2 separate regions of the Ovis aries genome follow, and region 2 is linked to region 1. The links are chromatin contacts, called in public Hi-C maps. All regions are on one chromosome and are shown on one strand. The core of a region is the stretch at or near the end of the contact, and the rest is flanking DNA. Distances in the headings are between cores, read along the strand shown.

Region 1 (3,785 bases), core at 568-3,067:
TTTTAGAGGAAGGCGGTGGGGGACAGCACCCCTGTAATGTTAGAAGAATAAGTGGAAAGCATAACACAGTAAAGCAGGCAGACTCTGTTTTGGGGGTAGATGCTTGAGAAAGTCTGCAGGGGGAGTCCCTGAGGCCTGATCCCACCTTTGCATATGTCAGGCCCCTTTCCTCATGACCTTTGCCACGGGCGGGATTCCCCATGCTGGCTCCCGGCAGGGACACAGCCAGAGCGCATGTGCACACCAAGTCCTTAGTGTACATCAGGGCACACCCACTGTGCTGTGCATTCCACAGCTTTAGACAGATGCTTAGGCCACGTTTCCACATTTACAGGGTCACAGAGTAATTCACCACCCGAAGGTCTCTTACAGTTATGTAAATAGATTAATTCACTTATCCATCCCTCCCCCTCCCCCCAACCCCTAGTAACCACTGATCCTTTTACAGGCTCCATCATTTTGCTTTTTCTCAGAACGTCACAGAGTTGGCACTATAACCAAGCAGGACCCTAAGGCCTTCCTAGAACATACCCTCCCCCAGGCACCATGTCCTCTACCTGTTCTCTACGCGGCGCCCTGGGCCACCTGTCTTGTATCCTGGACCTTTCAGGGCAGACTGGGCCACCCAAGTGCAGCCTGACCCTCCAGCCCCTCCACCCCCCGGCCTGTGCACCCTCGGAGTCTCCTCCAGAATTCTCTTCCTGTCCTTGGTAGGCCGAGGATTCATCTAAATCAACAACGAAAAATTACAAGAAATCTGGGTGGGCATAGTCCCAGGGGACCAGTGCCCAGACAGACGGTCACGACGCGCTCCGGTGTCAGGCAGCTTCTCCGAGTGGTGAGGACCTGGACTTGGCCTCTGGGTCCATCAGGTCAGCTCTTGGGCATCTAGATGCTGGTGGTGAAAAGTCTAGAATGATGTGGGGTTCAGAGCTGTGCTTTGCACCCCACAGCCCACTCAGCACCCCCTTCCTGACCCATTGACAGTGGCAGGCCTGCCTCCCAGGGCAGCTGGGCAGGAAGAGGATGGAATGGCGGTCAGGGAGGGTGGAAACTCAGGAGGGCCGGGGCCCAGGGCCACACCCAGAGCAGCAGAAGGAACTTACACCCTCCTCACCCTTCCCCCGCTTGGGGGAAGTGACATCAACTTCTAGTAGAAAGACTTTCTAGCAGACGAGATCCAGGTCTGTTCAGGGCTCAGAGACTCAAGAGCTGGCCGGCCCCTCCTGGAGCACGAGATTCTAGGCGGGGGTGGGGGACGCTGGGGGAGGTGCAGGAGTGAAGGGGCCTGACGCCCCCTGTTAATGTGGTGGGCTCTATCCTGCTCTCCGCAGGAAGGAAGGGTCTCTCTCACCCCCTTGAATCCTCTCATCCATTGCAGGACATCCCACGCACGTGGCTCTAACCAGCAGCTCAGAGGATCGGGGGTCGAGGAGGGAGGGGAGACTGAAGCGACGTTTGCAGCAGCTTCCGATCCCTCGCCAGAGCCGCTGGGGCATCTGGGCCCGAGGGCGCGCGCGCCGCGGGGACCTCCTGGGCTGGGCTTAGGGCTGGGGCCTGGGCCCCCGGGGCCTGCAAAAGGGGGCTGGCGGCGCGGTCAGGGAAGCACAGGCCGATGTACTTGACAGTCCCTCACGCCACCCCGGCGCCCCTCATCCCACCCCCGCGCCCCTCATCCCACCCCCGCGTCGCTTTGGCAGGGCTTCGCGAGAAGCAGAAAGGGCGGTTCTCCAGGACTCCGCGAACCGGAAGCCCGCTCGCGATTGGGCGGCGGCGGCGTCACGCTCCGGAGGGGGCGGTGCTCAGGTCTGCCTTAAATGGGTCGCCGCACGGTCCTCGGCAGCGTTGCCGAGGTCTGGATGCGCGGTGTGTTCTTCTAGCTCGTGCACGCTGTGGTGTTCTTGCTCCTGCTCACGAATCAGGTGGGACGGCAATGGCGGGGCCGGGGCCTGGGCGGCGGGGCTCGCGGTGGGAGGACCCGCGGATCCCGGGAGGACGCTGTGCCGGGGCGCGCGCCCCAGTGAGGCTGGCACCGGCAGGGGGACCCTAGAGGAGAAACTTGGATGAAGCGTGAGTTTCATCAGAAGGGAAACCGGTAACACCCCGCACCCAGATGCCCAGCGGGGAATCTTCCCCGTCCTGAGCCCCATGCCCGGTGCAGCCTGCTGTACCCGCTCTGCCTGCCGGGGGGTGCTGAGGGCGCTGGCGGAGAAACGGCGGGGCGAGGTGGGGGCCGGCGAATGGGCGCGGGGCGGTGGGGGACGAGCGGGCGCCGAGGAGACCGGCGGAGAGGGGAACGGGGGCGCTGGAGAAGGGGGCGCTGCGGGGAAGCCCGGCGGAGAGGGGAACGGGGGGCGCTGGAGGAGAAGGGGACGCTGGGGGGGGTGGGGTGGGGGGGCGGGGCGAAGCGCGGGGGGGGGGGGGGGAAGCGCGGGGGGGGGCGGGGGGGGCGGGGCGAAGCGCGGGGGGGGCGGGGCGAAGCGCGGGGGGGGCGGGGGGCGGGGGGGGCGGGGGGCAGCCCGGGGGCGGGGGCGGGGTGGGGGGGAAAGCCCGGCGGAGGTGAGCGCATGGTTTGCGGTGGAACGGCGTTGAGGCAGCGGAAACCAGACTAGTCAGGACCTCTGCACAGCGAGCAGAAGTTTAAAAGCTCTAGCTTGCGTCTTTTGCGGACTCCATTGTGCTCTGGCCCCAGGGGAGATGCTTCGGTGCCTTTTCTTCTGCCCATTGGCCAGTGATAAATCTTTCTTGGTGAAGTATCTGTTTTAATCTTTTGCTCATTTTCTTAAGTTTTTTTTTTTTCCCTGATTCTTCAGTTTTAAGTACTCTTCATGTGCTTTGGATATAAAGCTTTGATCAGATATACCCTTTTTGAAGGTTTTGTCCGAATTTGTGGCTGGTCTCGTCATTCTCCTAACCGTATCTTCTGTAGAAATTTTCTGTTTTGATGAAACCCAGTTGATCAGTTTGTCCTCTATGACTGTGCTTCCTGTTTTCTCCTAGGTTTTCTTCCAGCAGTGTTTATAGTGAGATCTTTTGTTTAAAAATTTTATGTTTGATTGTGCTCCCCTTGTGACTCAGCTGGTAAAGAATCTGCCTGCAGTGTGGGAGACCTGGGTTTGATTCTTGAGTTGGGAGGATCCCCTGGAGAAGGGAAAGACTACCCACTCCAGTATTCTGGGTTGGAGAATTCCATGGGCTGTATAGTCCATGGGGTCGCATCACTGACTCAATGGACATGAATTTGAGCAAGCTCCAGAAGATGGTGAAGGACAGGGAAGCCTGGCGTGCTGCAGTCCATGGGGTCACAGAGAGTCGGACCTGACTGAGCGACTGAACAACAACAAGGGTCTAGCTCCATTTGTTTGCACACAGGTGTCTGGTTTTCTCAATACCATTTCCTCTAAAGACTGTTCTTTCCCCATGAAATGTTCTTGGCACTCTTGTCAAAAATCACTTGACCACATATGTGAGGGCTTGTTTCGGACTCTGTTCTATTCCAGATATTTGTCTTATGCAAGTATCTAAATGGAAACCCACTCCAGTATCCTTGCCTGGTAAATCCCATGGACAGAGGAGCCTGGTGGGCTACAGTCCATGGGGTCACGGAGTCGGACACGACTTAGCAACTAGCTAACTGTTTGGATTATTGTATCTTTGCAGTAAGTTTCAAAATCAAGAAGTCTAAGTTCTCTAACTTTCTTTTTTTTCAAGACCCTTTTGGCTACTGTGGGTCCCTTGAGACTCCGTATGAATTTCTGTGTGGATTTTCGTTTGTGCAAAAAACA
Region 2 (3,785 bases), core at 887-3,386, 39 kb after region 1:
GCGTGCGGGCTGGCACGTCCCCTTTGTCCCCCCACCCCCGACCCCCTCCCTGCCCGGAGCCTCACTCTCCGGGCCTCAGTGAGCCGGGTGTGCGGGCTGGCGCGTCCTCTTTGTCCCCCCACCCCGACCCCCTCCCTGCCCGGAGCCTCGCTTTCCGGGCCTCGGTGAGCCGGGCGTGCTGTGCTGGTGGTGTGCTCGTGGGTCAGGGCTGCGCTTCTGCATGTGCCTGGGCGGGGGTGCTGTTCCCAACCAGCCGGAGGAAGGCTGGGCACGGCTGGAGGGCTGTGCCTGGCGGAGACCATCGGTGCCAGGCGCGGTGCAGTGGGTCCCCAAAGCCTCTGACTACCCTCCCTTTTCATTAAGCTGGGGCCCCGAGGACACCTCCCGACTCTCCCTTTGGCCAGGGGATTTTGAGTGCCAATCTCTGTGACTGCTTACCAGCTCTTGGGCAGTAGCTACTCCGGGGTCGTGGAATTCCGAGTGTGACCCCGTGTGCTGAAGGGCGTCCCTCTGGCCAGGCCCCTGCCTGTGCCCGCTGCTGGGTCCTGTCGCTGCCACCCCCTCGCATGAGCCTTGAGTCCTGCAAGCCCCGCCTTCACCCCGGCTCTGGGCGCGCATGTGGGCACCTCCGGCCAGCTCCCGGTCACCCCCCGGGGCAGCAGCGTCTCTTGTGCAGGGACCTGCAGTGTCTCAGTTGGGGGAGCGGCAGGCGGCGCCCCAGAGGGCCCCGAGGAGCGTCGCTGAGTCACCGGCTGTGTTCCCGGTGAGGCCTGGCCGGCCGCTGACCACAGGAGCCCTTCCGTGTGTCCGCGACTTGGGCCTGGAGTCGGGGGCTGCTGGGTGGCTCTGTCTGTGCCCCCGCACCCGCTGGTGTGCACCCACACACGCACGCACACACACACACAGCCGTCTGCCACCTTCACCGGTCAGTGCATCCTCTGGGTGGCCCGAAGCCGGGCCCAGGGCTGCGTTCTCCGTGACCCTCAGGGAGCAGCGGGCGGTCCTCTGGTGGCAGGACGGTCGCCTCGCAGACGCAGCAGCGGGGTGTGGGCGGCATTGAGACCAGGAGCCTGTGCCCGAAGGGGTGCAGGGGGCACGCAGGCAGTCCAGCTCGGCCAGGTTAGGCGTGCAGCAGTGCCCCGGGGTGTCGGGAGGGTCACCGGTGCCCCGAGTGGGGGTGGAGGGTGTAAAGACTTGGTGTCTCTCCCGGCGCCTCGGGACACAGCTACCCCAACCCCACCCACCTCCCAGGCCCTCGTTGCAGTCCATCAGGCCGGCCCTTCGTGCAGTGGGCCGCTCGGGCTCACAGCCACAGGGCAGGGGAATGGCCAGGAGGAGATGATGGGGGTCAGGGAGGAGGGCGGGGCTTCCCTGGTGACTGTAAGTGGAGGAGGCTGGGCTCCAGGAGCCCCCTCCCCACGCCTGTGATGTGCCCGCAGGCTGTTCCCAAAGGCTCTGGGACCAGGGTGGAGCCCTGGGCTCTGCATCAGAGCCGAGCTCGGGAGCCCGCATGTTCCGGGGGTGGGGAGCCGGCCGCCTGCTGGTGGAGATGAGCCTGGGCTGCAGGCCATGCTACTGACCATTGGCGGCCATGGGCCAGCGGCTGTTTCTAGTCTGACCCGGTTCCTGGGCCTGGAGGTGGTCCACATCCCCCAAAGCCTCCAGAGGGGCATCCTCCCCGGGGGTGGGCGGACATCGGTTCAGCCCCGTGGCCTACCTGTGCGCCTCCGGCTGTGCGGGTGCACCGTGCTTAGAGCCAGCGGCGGGAGGCAGGTGTGGCGAGCCGTCTCTGGCCCACTGGGAAGGGGTTGTGGGATGCGCTGCCACTCAGATGTGAGCAAGCAGAGCGGGGATTGGGGGCGGTGGCACTGGATCAGGCCACACCGTCAGAGCCCCATGGTATCACTTCGTCCCGCACTGACCCAGCTGTGCTCTCCCTCCAGCAGGCAGAGGGCGGCGGGCACAGCCCGCGTGGTCTCCTCCAGCCAGGTCCGAGCCGTGCCAGCTCCGCCTGTACAACAGCCTGACCCGGAGGAAGGTAGGGGGCTGCGGGTGGTGGGGGTGGCTCTGGAGGACCCCTCGGCTGGCGGGGGAGCGTCCTCCGCAGGGCTGTGTTCGGGAGCACGCGTGCACACCCGTGTGGCACGCCTCCCGGGGCTGCCCTCAGCTTCCTGGCTCTGGGTGTGCGCAGGGCCAGGAGTCTGCATGCCCTCCGGGGACACGTGGTGGCACCTGCGGTCACAGTGCCAGCCGAGTGGGGCCCGTGGCTGTCGGGAGCCCGGCAGGCGTGAGGGCGAAGGCAGGTTGGCCCTGGACTGGCCAGGGCTCGCTCAGCAGGATCAGAGGCTCCAGGGGTTTTGCCCAGGGCTGACGCATTTCTGTGGGCCAGCACCCTGAGCAGATGGGCAGCAGGGTCCCCCTCAGCCAAGCAGAAGTAGTCCCCGCAGCCCCGACGCGGCCCTCTGGACTCTGACCAGACGCTCTCCTTCCTGCGCCTGAGAGCCCTACCCACCCGCTGACCTGGGGCTGGCCCAGGCTGGGGCTGTGGGGCGAGGCAGGCCCCTCTCCAGGGCTGTGTGTCCCCCTGGTTGGGAACAGTGGGCCCTGAACTGACCTGAGACCTTGGGCAGCCGGCTGGAGGCCTCACTCCCTAGGCCGGATCCTCCAGGAGAGTGGGCCTCCGGCAGCTGGGTAAGGAAAGCTCACGTTGTTCTGGGAGCAAGTGCTGGACAGTCAGCACGCTCGGCTCTGGCCTGGCTCACAGCAGGTCCCTGAGGAACGGAGGCTGCTCTCGTTAAAGCAGCAGAATGGGGGCACCCGTCTCCTTGACCCCCGGCCTGTGTCCGTGAGTGGAGTCCTAGGGAGGAGGGGGCCTGCTCCCCGGGCCCCTGGGTCGTGGAGCTCAGGGTCGCGGGTCCAGTGCGGCGCCCCAGCCCCAGCCCGGACCGCGGCTTGCTTCAAGCTACGCGGTCCTGTGAACGTGCGCGAGCCGCTCGTGGCCGGCAGTGGTCCTGCGCCCCTCGTGACGGTCATTCCCTCCTTTCCATCCAAGGACGTGTTTGTGCCGCAAGACGGAAGGAGGGTGACATGGTACTGCTGCGGGCCCACCGTCTACGACGCCTCGCACATGGGGCACGCCAGGTAGGAGCGTCCCCTGCCGAGCGGAGGCGCGGCGCCCAGTCTTCAGGTGGAAGCTTCTCATTCCGCTGATGCTCTATGGGGAAAAGCTAGCGTCCAGGCAACCAAGCAGAAGTAGTCCCCGCAGCCCCGACGCGGCCCTCTGGACTCTGAGCAGACGCTCTCCTTCCTGCGCCTGAGAGCCCTCCCCACCCGCTGCCCTGGGGTCGGCCCAGGCTGGGGCCGTGGGGCGAGGCGGGCCCCTCTCCAGGGCTGTGTGCGGTGCTGCAGGTGGAAAGGCGGGCCCCCCTCCCGCAGTGCGTGCTGTGCCTGTGGAAAGGCGGGCCCCTCTCTCGCACCGCGCGTGCTGTGCGGGTAGAAATGCGGGCCCCTCTCTAGCGCACGCGTGCTGTGCGGGTGGAAAAGCCTGTCTCCCGTCGCTGCAGGTCCTACATCTCCTTCGATATCCTGAGAAGAGTGCTGAGGGATTACTTCAAATTCGACGTCTTCTACTGCATGAACATCACGGACATTGACGATAAGGTGAAGGGAGTTCTTAGCATTAAATTTTAAATACAGAGGATGGCACGGGGGAAGAAACGGTGAGTTAGTAAACCCACGTTGGCTCAGCCAGCTCGGCTCGGTGCACGCTGTTTGAACCCCCGCCC

What was found. Hi-C and Micro-C count contacts between places; a contact is called where the count stands out from the background.
Region 2: a Hi-C map of liver shows a contact between it and region 1, with 2.6 times the contacts expected there. The contact joins the enhancer-like site here to the promoter of LOC105605978 in region 1. A contact is called at or near these places in 12 of 16 Hi-C or Micro-C datasets (blood, hypothalamus, liver and 4 more).

Annotation. Positions count from the first base shown.
Region 1 is chr21:44,920,491-44,924,275 of ARS-UI_Ramb_v3.0, forward strand. LOC105605978 (tumor necrosis factor receptor superfamily member 26-like) reads left to right here and starts at 1,818. Exons shown (of 10, transcript XM_042237964.2): 1 at 1,818-1,832; 2 at 1,881-1,922. The coding sequence starts at 1,818. It overlaps LOC121817504 (a long non-coding RNA gene), which reads right to left and starts at 1,732. Exons shown (of 2, transcript XR_006057452.2): 1 at 1,355-1,732; 2 at 1-895.
Region 2 is chr21:44,959,230-44,963,014 of ARS-UI_Ramb_v3.0, forward strand. CARS1 (cysteinyl-tRNA synthetase 1) reads left to right here. Exons shown (of 22, transcript XM_027959344.2): 2 at 1,944-2,038; 3 at 3,053-3,141; 4 at 3,564-3,660. Among named protein-coding and RNA genes, the nearest start is that of CARS1, 10 kb to the left of the region's middle. Within about 2 kb of position 2,137, at least 9 of the 54 cell types and tissues checked have an H3K27ac peak or open chromatin away from gene starts, as enhancers often do.